Regions from separate parts of the Mus musculus genome. Here region 1 is linked to region 2. Evidence: chromatin contacts called from public Hi-C data. All regions are on one chromosome and are shown on one strand. The core of a region is the stretch at or near the end of the contact, and the rest is flanking DNA. Distances in the headings are between cores, read along the strand shown. Region 1 overlaps Gm32412 (a long non-coding RNA gene). Region 2 has its middle 130 kb from the start of Gm42315.

What was found. Hi-C and Micro-C count contacts between places; a contact is called where the count stands out from the background.
Region 1: a Hi-C map of muscle stem cells shows a contact between it and region 2, with 1.9 times the contacts expected there. The contact joins two enhancer-like sites. A contact is called at or near these places in 7 of 484 Hi-C or Micro-C datasets (embryonic fibroblasts, muscle stem cells, nephron progenitors and 1 more).

The regions. Positions count from the first base shown.
Region 1 is chr4:31,820,479-31,826,673 of GRCm38.p6, forward strand. It overlaps Gm32412 (a long non-coding RNA gene), which reads right to left. Exons shown (of 4, transcript XR_390453.3): 2 at 6,090-6,195; 3 at 3,641-5,350; 4 at 1,577-1,769. Among named protein-coding and RNA genes, the nearest start is that of Gm32412, 9.7 kb to the right of the region's middle. Within about 2 kb of position 3,588, at least 67 of the 459 cell types and tissues checked have an H3K27ac peak or open chromatin away from gene starts, as enhancers often do. A contact at or near this core is called in muscle stem cells and uterus, where this site is marked.
Region 2 is chr4:31,639,669-31,646,132 of GRCm38.p6, forward strand. No RefSeq gene overlaps it. Among named protein-coding and RNA genes, the nearest start is that of Gm42315, 130 kb to the left of the region's middle. Within about 2 kb of position 2,728, at least 108 of the 459 cell types and tissues checked have an H3K27ac peak or open chromatin away from gene starts, as enhancers often do. A contact at or near this core is called in muscle stem cells and uterus, where this site is marked.

The sequences.
Region 1 (6,195 bases), core at 2,338-4,837, 180 kb after region 2:
TCTCGGCAGAGGAACTATTTAACCTTTGGTCCTGGCATAGCTGTTGAGTGATACCATACAACAACACACTTCTCCATACAAACTTCCCCATGACCTTGGGCGTGGAAGCTGCCCTTCCCTTCATTGGCTTTAAGGTATACTGGCATGCATAATACAGCTTGACACTCAGGCTGCTTGGCTGCTCCTATGACTGATTCCTGGCTTTTCTGCCTTCTGGAATTTCCAGAAGAAATCCTGCGAAGTGTCTTGATTGGAGAGTGGTTTCATTGTGCAGATGTAGAAGGCTGTTTCTGAAATAATCATGATATTATACACTTGACTTCCTGCGCACTTTCCAAAATAGTTTCACATCTAGCTTCTCACTTAGTGTCTAATTTAATGTAGAAAAATGAAGGGGAACCAGAGTAAAAGAATACGAGAGAGAGAGAGAGAGAGAGAGAGAGAGAGAGAGAGAGAGAGAGAGAGAGAGATTAGGTCCTCTGAAGAGAGTCTAAGTTTAATAGAATATATGGGTGGACAATTTAGATATCTCAAGGGAACACACAAAAAAGTATAGTTACCGCACCATAAAAACCTGGTGAACAAGGAGAGCCCACTTAACTTGTGGAAAAAGCATGGGAAACAGCCGGCCAGGGTGGACCACGTGCTGAGAGCTCCATCTCTGTTCTGAGGTTCAGGGACTAGCTCAGGTATTTGAAGTAGGATCCCCAGCAAACCAAGGCTTGGGTTCTGGCTCTACCACTTTACAAGTTGTTTGCCTCAAAAAAAGTTCCACGTCTCTAAGATGGCCTGTTCATCTCTACAATGAGCATGATCCTATAAGGACACTGAGGAGGTAAAACCCGGATTAACTGTGCTTGGCACTGTGCTTAGGGTCTCTTGGGAGGACTGTGTGTACACAAGGTGTCGAGTGCAGTGCTCGGGTAGAATAATGGCAGCAACGGAAAAGTAGCAAACTCAATGGTTCAGTGTTGTCGCTTTTCTCACAAGGAAGAGAATGACTAAGCTGTAGCCCTAGACAACAGAAAGCAACTCAGCATGAGCAATAATTCTCTTGATTGAGCTTCATCAGTTTTTCCTACCTTGTGACCATTGTCTTCCCTTCTTATAGACATGTGGGGAAGCCATTATATAACTTAGGTCTTTCTAAGATATCCATATGTGACCAAGCAGCTCTACCCCTCAGGGAGCTCACCTTCCTATATGGGAAAAGTTTAGACTGCCTAGGTCTCCATGCTATGGGATCCTTAGTTCTTCCCATCCTTCCGACACCCCTGTCTCTTTGATTGGAGAAGGCAGTGCTTGGTGTAACTCAGAATTACTCCCATGCCGTTTGCTAGTTGAAGCATCACTGAGCCCTTTCTGTTCAGACTTTGGTTATAATTTCGGTCTTAAGTCCTGCTTACAGAACTTTGAGAACTCCCTCCTGTAGAAAAGGCTTCTGTTAGGAAGGCAGAGAGCACAGAACACATGCCGCATCCTGTGCTCATTAGCTAGAGAGGCGTAGACAGAATCGTAGCCTTTTGTCCTAAAACAACATATTTATAAGTGAAAGAAAGAAATAAACTTACCCTGCACTTATCTCATTAAAAAAAAAAAATCCAATCTCTGAAGGAACTTCATGTATCTTCCTTCTCCAAAGTCAGATAAGTTACCTCAGTCTGTCCAATGACTGTCGTCCATGACCAAATCGCTCTTCACTTCGAGACAAAGAAGCTTAGGAAACATTGTGTAAAATGAGATCATACTCAGCACACGGTCCTCTCTCTCTGAAATTGAATGCAATTACATACAATAAAGAGTGAGATGCAGGGCTAGGAGGAAGTCTTCACTTATAATTTAAAATTTGAATAATTCCATTCTGGGTGAGAGGAGGTGGCAACCAAAACTGCTAATCATTATGAAACATAGCCTCCCTTATAAATTAATATTCATAACTTTAATGGGCACAGTGTCAGGAGCTAGACTATATCGGGGCCTAAAATGCTGTATTTAGTTAAAACTTATTTACTCATATATTTCTCAAAGATCACTTAAAACATTCATTCTCATGAGACCCAATAGCAGCAAGCACAAGAAAACTGCTATTAGCTCCCTGTCTACATAAAACGGAATGGAGACAATAAAAACAAAACAAAGGTTGCATGGACTAAAAACCCCAGTACTGGGCTACTATGCAAAGCTTGTCCCATATGGTGAGATCTGGATTGCATTCCCATCGTGGGAAAAAATAAAGAAGAGAGTTAAAGACCAAACCAAGTACAAGTCTTTCCTAAGGAAAACCCCTACTGAACACAAATCTGTCTGTCTCCAAACCGCAGCAAACTGCCTTCCTGAGGAGTACATGGGTCTCAGCTGCACCCCCCTCTCTCTGTGCCTTCACAATGATCACACAACTTTAGTGTGTACAGCGACCAGCCCCCAGGATGCTGAGGTTTGGTATGTCTGAGATGAACTTGCATCCCCCTTTTCTAATCATTAGCCAGGTGATGCTGATGCTGCAGGCAGATAGAACAAGCTTTAGCCATCAAGACGGGGATGGCATGCAGAAAGGTTTCGTAACCGAGCCTGCATCTTGAGGCACGTGACTGTGGGCCCACGTGGACCCTTCCCCTTGTAGAATATGAATGAGACTGGGCCTTTACAGACTTGCTACAATTTCAATTTTCCAAAAACACACTCAAAATAGCTCACTGCGCCCACAAGCACCCTTCAGTCTCTTAACTTGCCTCAGGACTATGGAACGTATAACCGCCGCAGGGCCGGGGCGGGATGGGAGGGACTTTGAAATGGAATTGGCTGTGGAGAGCAGTGAGGCATGCCAATGAAGCAGTAGAGCTTCCCCTCTTCTCTTTCTCTCCTGTATTCACTGAAGTTTTGGGGGCGGTAGAAACAGACTCAAAATAACATTTCCAGGTGTCATTGTCTCAGCCATTTGCTTCTTTTATGTTACTAAAAGTCCAACATGTACTTGGCCTCAGTTTCTCCCAATAAGATTTTCCACTCAACTCCATTAAGACTTATAGTCCCTAGTGAAGTCACACGCCAACGTGTGTGCTTTGGGAAGATGCTATAAAAGATATAGAGCGCTCCTTTGATTACGGATCACATCTGCACCAAAACCAGGGACATTTTCAACGAGAGGACTAACTGGTTTCCATTCTCCAAACCTATTTCCCTCTAATGAGGTATGGAACTCTGCAGACCATAATGACTACAGCTTGAAGTGTAGGCTCGGTTACTATGTAATCGCATAAATCTCTCCTGGCTGTAAGTAACAGCTAACCCCCACTTCCTCTGATATTTTATTTGTCTTGTAAATCAACTCAGTTCTTTCACTTTGCAAAGGAAGTTGGGAGTTTTAAGCCTCCCAAGAGTGTAGAGAGAGTCAAGCTGCCTGTGTGTCCCCTGATCCAGGAATCTCCTCTGCAGGTGGGCCACCCCCAGGTGCAGGGCGTGGAGCTCCATCAATCACCGAGGACGGCTATGCCAAGCAGGGTCCTAAGAGGTGGGGAAACACTGGGCTGAACTGTAACAGCTGCTTGAACTTTTGAAGCACAAAGGTGCAGGGGCGAAACGGAAGCTCAGAAGTGAAAGCATTAGCAACAGACAGTCGCTCAGTATTGAAGCCCGCACCTACCTCTGTCAGACTTGGATTTCTAACTGTGCTCACTGCGGCGCATGTGCAAAGAATGTGAGCGTGCTCCTGGCTTTCCCTTGAAGATCTTACTCCTCACCAATGCTCCAGCTCGGGCAATGGTGCTATGACTCCAACTTAGGACTTTGTTCTCCTCTGAAGCACAATGCCCAGCACGTAATATCAGCGTGTTTGCTGAAGTTGTCCGGAGGGAGGGGGCACTGATACCTCGCGTCCCCCTGAACACTTCAAGCCTGCGATGTGGCAAGGTAAAGCATTAACCAGATTCAAAGAGGAAAGACATTATGTTAACCTATGTATCAGGAGCACAGAGAAAACTTGGAGTTTATTCTGTTAGCGGGAGGTAAATTTCCCCTTAATTGGTTTAAAAAGGAGTATCGTTTAGGGCAATGGTATAATGAAATACAGTTCCTTTTAATTTCTTACAGGTCAGTTAGTATCCAGTTTCACAGACTTCAAAGAAGGGTTTAATCAAAGACTGCAGAGAAGGCGTCTAACAGAAGTGGAGCGCTGTGTCCTCCCGGGTGCAATGACAGGGAAATGAAAAGATACAAGGGCAAAGCAAAGGGGAACAGGCACGGCGACAGGGACGGGCGTGGGGGTAGATGTTGAATATGAGGTCAAAGACAAGAGGGACTGTCTCAGGATCTGTAACTGAGATTTTGTTTTAAATTCTACACAGAGTGAACCTGAAATCACGCAAAGGGGCGCACGTTGAAACAAAGAGAAATAAGGCAGCGGGGGAGGGGTGGCCATTTTTCTTTTAGTAACTCATTCTCACAGACACTATGAAAATTTTAAGCAAACTTTCATAGCCTGATGGGGTGATAGGGTAGGGGGGGTAGGGTGATATGTGTGGTAAGATAAAACTGTTTTTCCTTATATTTGAATCATTGATTGATTCATGCCATTTTTATATGAATAGTTTCCAAGCAGACCAAAATGAACATATATCTGCCTGGGGGAGGGGGCATCCTGGATCTCTGTCAGCCTGGTTATCAGCTACCAAGAGAAGAACATTCCAGTCTGCTAGTCACCCTGCTGGGAGGATTCGGGAGCAGCTCACTAGCACCCACTAGCTTCTCTGGTTTCTTGTTCAGTCGCCTAGAACTAATCTTTTCAGCGGCTTAGGAAATGAAGACAAGTCATGTTTGACCCTTTGACTTTAGACTTGAACCATGGCTCAAAATAGCTCTAGGGCACACCCTTCTTTTAAATGTCACAATTCCATGTTTGTTGTGAAACACTATTCCTGGGGAGACTTAAACAAATGGTCTACCTGCCCCAGATAAAAAGCTGAAGACAGACGCAAGTACAGATACTACCAAAGTCTATCTTGGTAGACCAATGAGGTTTATCCAGATTACTTACAGAAATACAAATGTGAGGTTACTTACAGGAGCGGAAATGACTCAAAGACAGATCCATCACCAAAGCCCTCCCACAGCCCCCATGGTTGACAGCTCACAAAAACTGGGAACCTGGGGCCCACTGCACAGCCTGCAGGCAGCTCAATAGGTCAGAGGGTGTTAGTTCTGCATGCCTCCATTGTGTGAGCCTCTTCCTGGCAGCTAGGCTGGTTCTTGTTTCTTCTAAGCTGCTTGGCTGGTCTTTGCTTCTTCCAGGCTTCTGAACTCATGCTTTTTCCAGGCAGTTTGGCATGTCTCAGCAGTCTTTATTGCCGATACACTCCTGGGGAGGGAAGGACCTAGTTAATCTGTTTAGTTTTAGTGACTTCCTGAAGATATCTTAAGTTGCTTACTTCCTGTGTTTAATGAGCTTCCCTGCAAGATGGAACAATTCTATCTTGGAGGAAACTGCTAAACAACGTGTGTCCACTTTATAACCCCAGACTCTTTAATGTACAGGCCAATTTCAAGGGATCTGATACTTCCCTCCTTTCTGGGTCTAAATGAAATATTCCTTGTGGGGTTTATATAATCCCTTAAGCTTTGAATATTTTATTTTCACTGTGAAAAGGACATAAAAACAAGTATATCTCAGCTGACATCAGAACTCACTTGCTATACTGGTTAGGTTTTATCAGCTTGACATAAATCTAGACGCATCTGTGAAAAAGAGGACCTCAAGAGAGGCATTGTCTTCATCAGATTGCCCTGTAGGCATGTCTGTGAGGTGTGTCCTTGATTGCTAATTGACATAGAGGGCCTACTCCACCTTGTACAGTGTCATCCCTGAGCAGGTGGGCCTGGGGCTCCATAAGAAAGGGAGTTGAATAAGGTTGGGAAAAGAAACAGAAACCTTGGTCCTCCTCAATCTCTACTTCAGTCCCTCTCCTTGCCTTGAGTTCCTACTTGGTTTTCCCAGATGATGGGCTGTCACCTGTAAGCCAGGGTAACCCTTTTCTCCCTCACGGTGCTTTTGGCCAGTGTTTTACCACAGCAGCAAAGACTCACACCATAGGACCTACCTAATCATTCCTCCGACAGCCTTTGCTGAACGCTTATACAGGCGCTTGCCCCTGATGCTGAAACAAGTTGTCACACCACACTGAACAACTCTTGCCCCTAGAGCAG
Region 2 (6,464 bases), core at 1,478-3,977:
TTCCCTAAGGTTGGTCACAGAAGAATGAAGAAAATGACGGGTGCCATAGAACAGATACTATTTTCAATTGCAAGGGAAACAGAAGGACAGGCCATGCAATTTTTAAGCCATCACATCAAACCTACCTAGAGTGCTTCCTGACCCATCGACTTGCACATGAATGATAACCAATGCTCCCTTTTGAGCTTAGTGATCACGAGTCTGAAAGAGACAGAGGAATAAAAGATAGCTAAGTTGGGGGTCTTAATCAATGTTAAGAAGTCGCTGGGCTGCTACAAGTGAGATTGGCAAATGGACAGAAGAGGAAACATGGGTCGGTCCCTTTCTGCACTCAGGGGCAGGTCAAGAACGCAGGCTTCACTAAATATCCATGGGATTTTTATTATAGCAAAGGGATGACATTGCTAGTAGAAGACAGAGAAGACTCTTTGTAGAGAAGACTGAGGCAACATGGAACTGATAATTGTAGGAAGCCATGCATTTTGGTCTGGGCAAACATGAGGAAGGACCAGACCTTATAATGCAGAAGTTCTTTGGACTGGGCTCTAACACCTGAGAGGGACTCTTCCCAGAAAAGCTCCCTAAGTCACTACAGTTAATGCAGCTAGAAGACAGCCCTCCATTGTTGCTAGTGGTGGCTTTGCGGGACACTATGAGAGAGTAACAGAGCTAGAGAAAGTTTCCAGCTAGGAAAGAAGGCTGATCTCCATCCCTGATCACTGACTCTATCCTGCTTTCAGGAACATGAAACGAATGGAAAAGAGTAAGTTCCTTCTTGTCCCATCCCACTATCGCCCTCTGGAGTCCTAAGGACAAAACCTAGATGTTCTCAATGCAATCAATGCTCACTGAGTCATTTAGTGTTACCTGCATGTGCATGGCTGTGAGATCATCTTACTAGAGTGTGGGTTGCCTCTCAGGGCCAGAATCCCTGAAGAACAATGACTCTCCCTTGCTAGGCTAGCAGCTGTCAACTATCAGACAGGGGGCGGAACTTCATAAGCCCCACCCACCCCCTCATCTCTTCTGGCTCTTTTGCCTTTACCTTGTGACCCCCTCATCAATTCCAGTATTTCAGCTGCCTTGACCTTGTGTTTACATGTGCTGTACCAACACTGTGAGCTGATCTGTGTAGCTTCACTGCCGTGTCCTACATATTGTTTTGCTAAACTGACTCAGTGAGCATCATACTGAAAACACACAGAGGTAGCGTACATAAAGGAGAAATGTGGTGAATGGGAGAGGAGTTAGAAAGGAAGGCGTGGCTCGCAACACATTATATGCATGCATGCATATTAAATAGAATTTTTAAATAACTTCGTATAATGTGCTATTAACTACAAAATAGCAGGTTTGGGGAGAGCAAAATCAACTGGGGGTACGTTTTTCATTTTGAATCCCTGCTACAGCTCTGCTATACAAAGATAAACCGGCTAGAAGGGTGGCTTGGAAGAGCCCTATTTTCTGGTGTCGGCTGACTGATGTGGTGTAAATACTCACACTATGACCAACTACAAGCTATCCACCGCTTGTCATTGCCTGGGGCATTAGGGAAAAAAAATGTCAAAAACCGATTTTCCCTAAGCCGGTAGGAGTTAGCTACTGCAGTGTTGGTGGGTGGAGAAGAATGAGAGCTGTGACTGAAAAGGGCCTAGAAATAAGAGTTATAATTTAAGTCACAGGAGGGAGGGACACAACACTTGTCGGGAGAACAGAAAGGCCCTGGAAAACAGTGATCAGACGAGTGAAAGAAGGAAGGAAGAGGCCCCCAGTGATGAGCTGTAAGCAGCCATCTACCTGACAGACCAGCGTGGTAAACTGCCTGACCTACTTTATGGAGGATAAGCATTTTGCTCTCCCATTGTCGATCCTAATATTTTCTATATAGTGCCTGGGAAAATAAATTGTATCTGTTCAAACTTCTGAAGCTAAGACGTGAATTTTATATGAGAAATGAGGCATATGTATAGCTTCCATTTTTCAGTCCAGAGATCAAATGCTTTTTCCTGTGACTTTGAGAGATGTCTCCTTTCTTTGTACTGAGTAGGCTAATAGTACAAATAAATTTATTCTGTGCTGTTTCTGATACATGGTGTGACAGCCCTATGCAGTCTATTGCTAATGGCCTTGTTCACAAGCTCGAGTCTGGTAAAATATTAAATTCAGCTATAAAATGACTACATTAAAAATTGAATTAATAATGATTAGAATTAAGTATTAACCATTCGATTTAATTTAAAAATAAATCCATAGACCTTTAAGTCTCCTTATGGGGAAAAATAAACAGAGTTAATAAGCTTGACAAATATTTAATAAATATTTAAATTCACACGCACACCCTATATGGAGAAGATAAAAAGTTAAAATTTGATTATCATGTGTTACAAAACCGTCTGAGGCCCTGCTTTTATGGTGTCCTTGAGCTGAACTAGAAAGCCAGTGTGGAATAAGCCTGTGTTTTCAAAGAGAACACATATAAACTGGAATCAAGACTCGGTTCACATTTTCAAGAAACCAGCGAGGGCTAATCATTTACGATGCTTTAGAATGGAAAGCAAAGGATCGGGGTGCTGGTGGTTATTAAATATGTGGCATATTCCATTCCAGCACAAACGCCTGAGCACACCCAGAGTGGAGCAGCGGCAGCTGCAGCCACAGAGGTGGGAGGGAGAACCTGGTTTTGCTGCAAACCATGCAGTCTTAGCCTCCTCTGCAGGATCGCTTCGTGCACACTCTGCCACCTTGTGTGATGTGTATATACTACAACCCAAAACATCTTCAGTCCTTGTTCCATTAGCCCTGCACATACCACTTCCACACGCACACATGAGAGAGAGAGAGAGAGAGAGAGAGAGAGAGAGAGAGAGAGAGAGAGAGAGAGAGAGTCCTATTTCAAGGGCTAATAAATCATTTATGAAGTGAAAGGAACTGGTTTTACTTTGTGGAGACCGTTATCTTGGGAGCCTTAGCTAATGGTGCAGGCACAGGGGAATGAACGCAGTGTGTTTGTTCCACGGTGCTCAGAGGATACTCACCCCAGGGCACCTTGGCACGGAGATGAACAGGAGAATGGAGGAGCACCACACTCATCCCAGGTCTCTAGGAACAAGGTCTATAGCCAACTGTTCTTGTCAGTATTCCACAAGCCTTACCCACCATTGTGCGGGCATTGAGGCCAGCTCCTCCCCACCCCATAGACTTTCTGTTTTTATGCCTCTGCTTAGTAACCACAGCAGGAACTTGGAACGAGACATAGCAAATGACTTCTCTGACCCCTCTGATTCAACACAGGAGAATGCAGCTAGCAGCCAAAAGCTGATGATGCTAGGAAGTTAGAGACATGAAATGCTGAAGCCACAGAGCTGGGTAACGTTTAATTCCCCCAGACCATGCACTCTGAACAAATTTGACTGACAGCAGGCCAACTGTCTTTAGGCTTGTCGGTATGATCTGTTTGGGCAAAGGACTGTACTGAATATACACCAGTTACAAAGTCCAAATCAGATGCAATTCTTAGCATTTCTAGTTCCCGAACGCCATCTTCAACACTACAGGCCTGGAGGAGTGTCTGCTTAAATTGCTATACTTGGAAAAAGTGATCATTTTTAATAATAACATTTTCCCCGTAAGAGCTGTCATTGCTCTTTCATTTCTTTATCTAAAATCCCATCACTTACCATGACCACAAAGAGATGCAGTGTCAACATTTCAGAGAAGGCTGCCTCTGAAGAGATGGCCCCAGAGGGGCTGTTACATTTGCTGAGCCTTGGCTTGGATATTCATTCTACTCCTCCATTGAATCTTCAAATGATCTCAACAGCAGTGGACAGGAGATAACAAAGCTCACTGTGGTAAACTTTGTGTGCATACAGTCAATAACATAGAAAATGTGCAGCACATAAGAGGCACATATCAGCTATCACTCCTAACATTATAAATGACATTAGGTCAAATGCAGTTTGAAAAGAGATCAGAGAGCAGAAGACATGGTGTGCTTTGAATGAGAAATTCCCTACCCCATCCCACCTGCCCACCCCACCCCACCCATCCACCCACACCCCCTGCCACACAGATACTAGGCTCATGTATTTGATTACTTGGTCCCAGTTGGTGGCACTCTTTGGGGAGGTTATAGACCTTTAGATATGATGCATTGCTGGGGCATATGTCATTTGGAGCTGACTTTGAAGGCTCGCAGCCTTGGAGGGCTTCCTTTTCTGTCTCTCTGCTTCCTGCTCATAGTTGAAATGTGAATAGCTAGCTTTCTGCCCCTGCTGCCATGCCAGCTTATTGCCATGCATTCTCCACCATGACCAATTCAATCTCTCTAGCATCATAAGGCAAAACAAAACCCGTCTTTCTTAATTTGATTTTCTCAGGGCATTTAATGATAGCATTAATTAATGATAGAAAGGTAACTAATATAGAAAAGAATATGAGTGTAGTATGTTTCCTGAGACAAAACTATATGTTCATGCTTAATACTTTGCTATGTTTGAGAAAATGGTTGTTTTTCTTTAATTACATTTGCATAAATTCATTAGCAAGAGCTTAAAGGGGATATTTTGGTATATGTGGTATCTGAATGAGGATGGCCGCTGTAGACTCATAAATTTAAATGCTTAGTCCTAAGTTCATGAAACAAACAGTTTCCCAAACAGGGAAGGATTAGGGGGTTTGGCTTCTTGGAGGGAAATGTGTTACTAAGGAGTGGTCTTTGAGATTTTAAAAGCTTACTCCATTTACAGTTTGTTCTCTCTCTCTCTCTCTCTCTCTCTCTCTCTCTCTCTCTCTCTCTCTCTCTCTCTCTCCTCCCTCCCTCCCTCCTACTCTCTAATGGAGATGTATTCTCTCAACTACTGCTCAAGTGCTGTGCCTCCTGCAATGATAGTCACACACTTGCGCTCTGAAACTCTAAGGACCAAAATAAGCTCTTTCTTCCATGTTACCTTGGTCATCATGTTTCTTCATAGCAATAAAAAAGTAATTAAGACAGAAATGGGAACCAGGCAGTAGGTTATTGTTGTGATAGACCTGACTATATATTTTTTTTTGAGAAATGTGAAAGATTGTTCAGACTTTGGACTAGAAAAGCAGCTAAATGCTGCAAGCAGGGTTTAATGGGCCATCCTACTAGGAGCTTGGAAGACAGTAGTACTGAGAGCCATGTGGCTCTGAAATAATACTGGATTATTTCAGAGGGGAATAATATTAGCAATTGGGCTAGAGACAATTCTTATAATATTTTGGCAATGAATGTGACTGCTTTTTGCCCTTCCCCTAAGAATCTACCTGAGGCTAAAATGAAGAGTTTTGAACTATTTCCCTTGATAAAGGAGACTGCAAGACAGCCTGATATTGACTCTGCTATGTGGTTATTTGTGACTACTCTTCTGTAGGTATATAATAAGAAAAGAGAAAGCAAAGCTAAAAAAAAATGCAAAAATGTAGAGTTAGGATAGAAAAAAGAATACCAGAATACTTAATAGTTTGTGCAAAAAGAGATAAAGAGAAATCAAATTAAGGGAATGGAGTCTACAGAAGACTCAGCCCAGATAATCCTGCAACTTGTGAAAAGAAAAGGCCTATGGGATTATTGGTTCCTAAAGAGCAATAATAAATCAAAGCTTATACAAATGGAATTCAAGAAAAGGACAGGTTCCATTCCAAACACCTGAAGAAACCTGGTAGTATTAGCCACACAGTTCTGGTTTTAGCATCATGAAGGATACAGAAGTAAATGGATTGTGAAGTCTTTCTAGGAAATTAAGAAAGGCCACAGAGGCTTGCCATATGGCAGAGGAGTCCCTCCGTGGTGGCTCAGAGAGATCATTGCATACAGTTGTGAATGTGAACCCTGGATTGTGTTGGAGACTGCAGATGTGCCAGATGCTGAAGCTGTGGACTACCTGCCAAGGAGAACTTCCAAAAGAGAGTGGAACCAGCCTAAGGGAAGTGTGTTGGAGTCAGCAAAGCTGGGAGAGAAGAACTAGCTAAGCCCTGTGAGATCAGATATAGAACTAAAGGACTTGGAATTAGCCCTGCTGGGTATTAGCCCTGCTGGACCAAATAGTTCCTCCCTATGGTCCTATTCCTCCTCCTCTTTGGAATGTGTGTGTGTATATACATATATATATATATACATATATATGTGTATGTGTATATACATATATATGTATGCATGCATATATACATATATGTGTGTGTTATATATAACATATAGTATAGTAGTGTTAATATTAATATATATAATATATATTTGAACTCTGCCATTGCATGTTAGGTTTTCTAGGGAGTTATAACTTTTGTGAAACTGTTGAGACTGAAAGACTATAGAGTTTTGAAACTAGACTAACTGTATTGCTTGCTTTATGACATGGCTGCAAGTCTCTAGGTGTCAAGGAGTAAACTGGTGGTTTGAATGAGACCTGCCCCCATAGGTTCATATACTTGAATGCTTGATT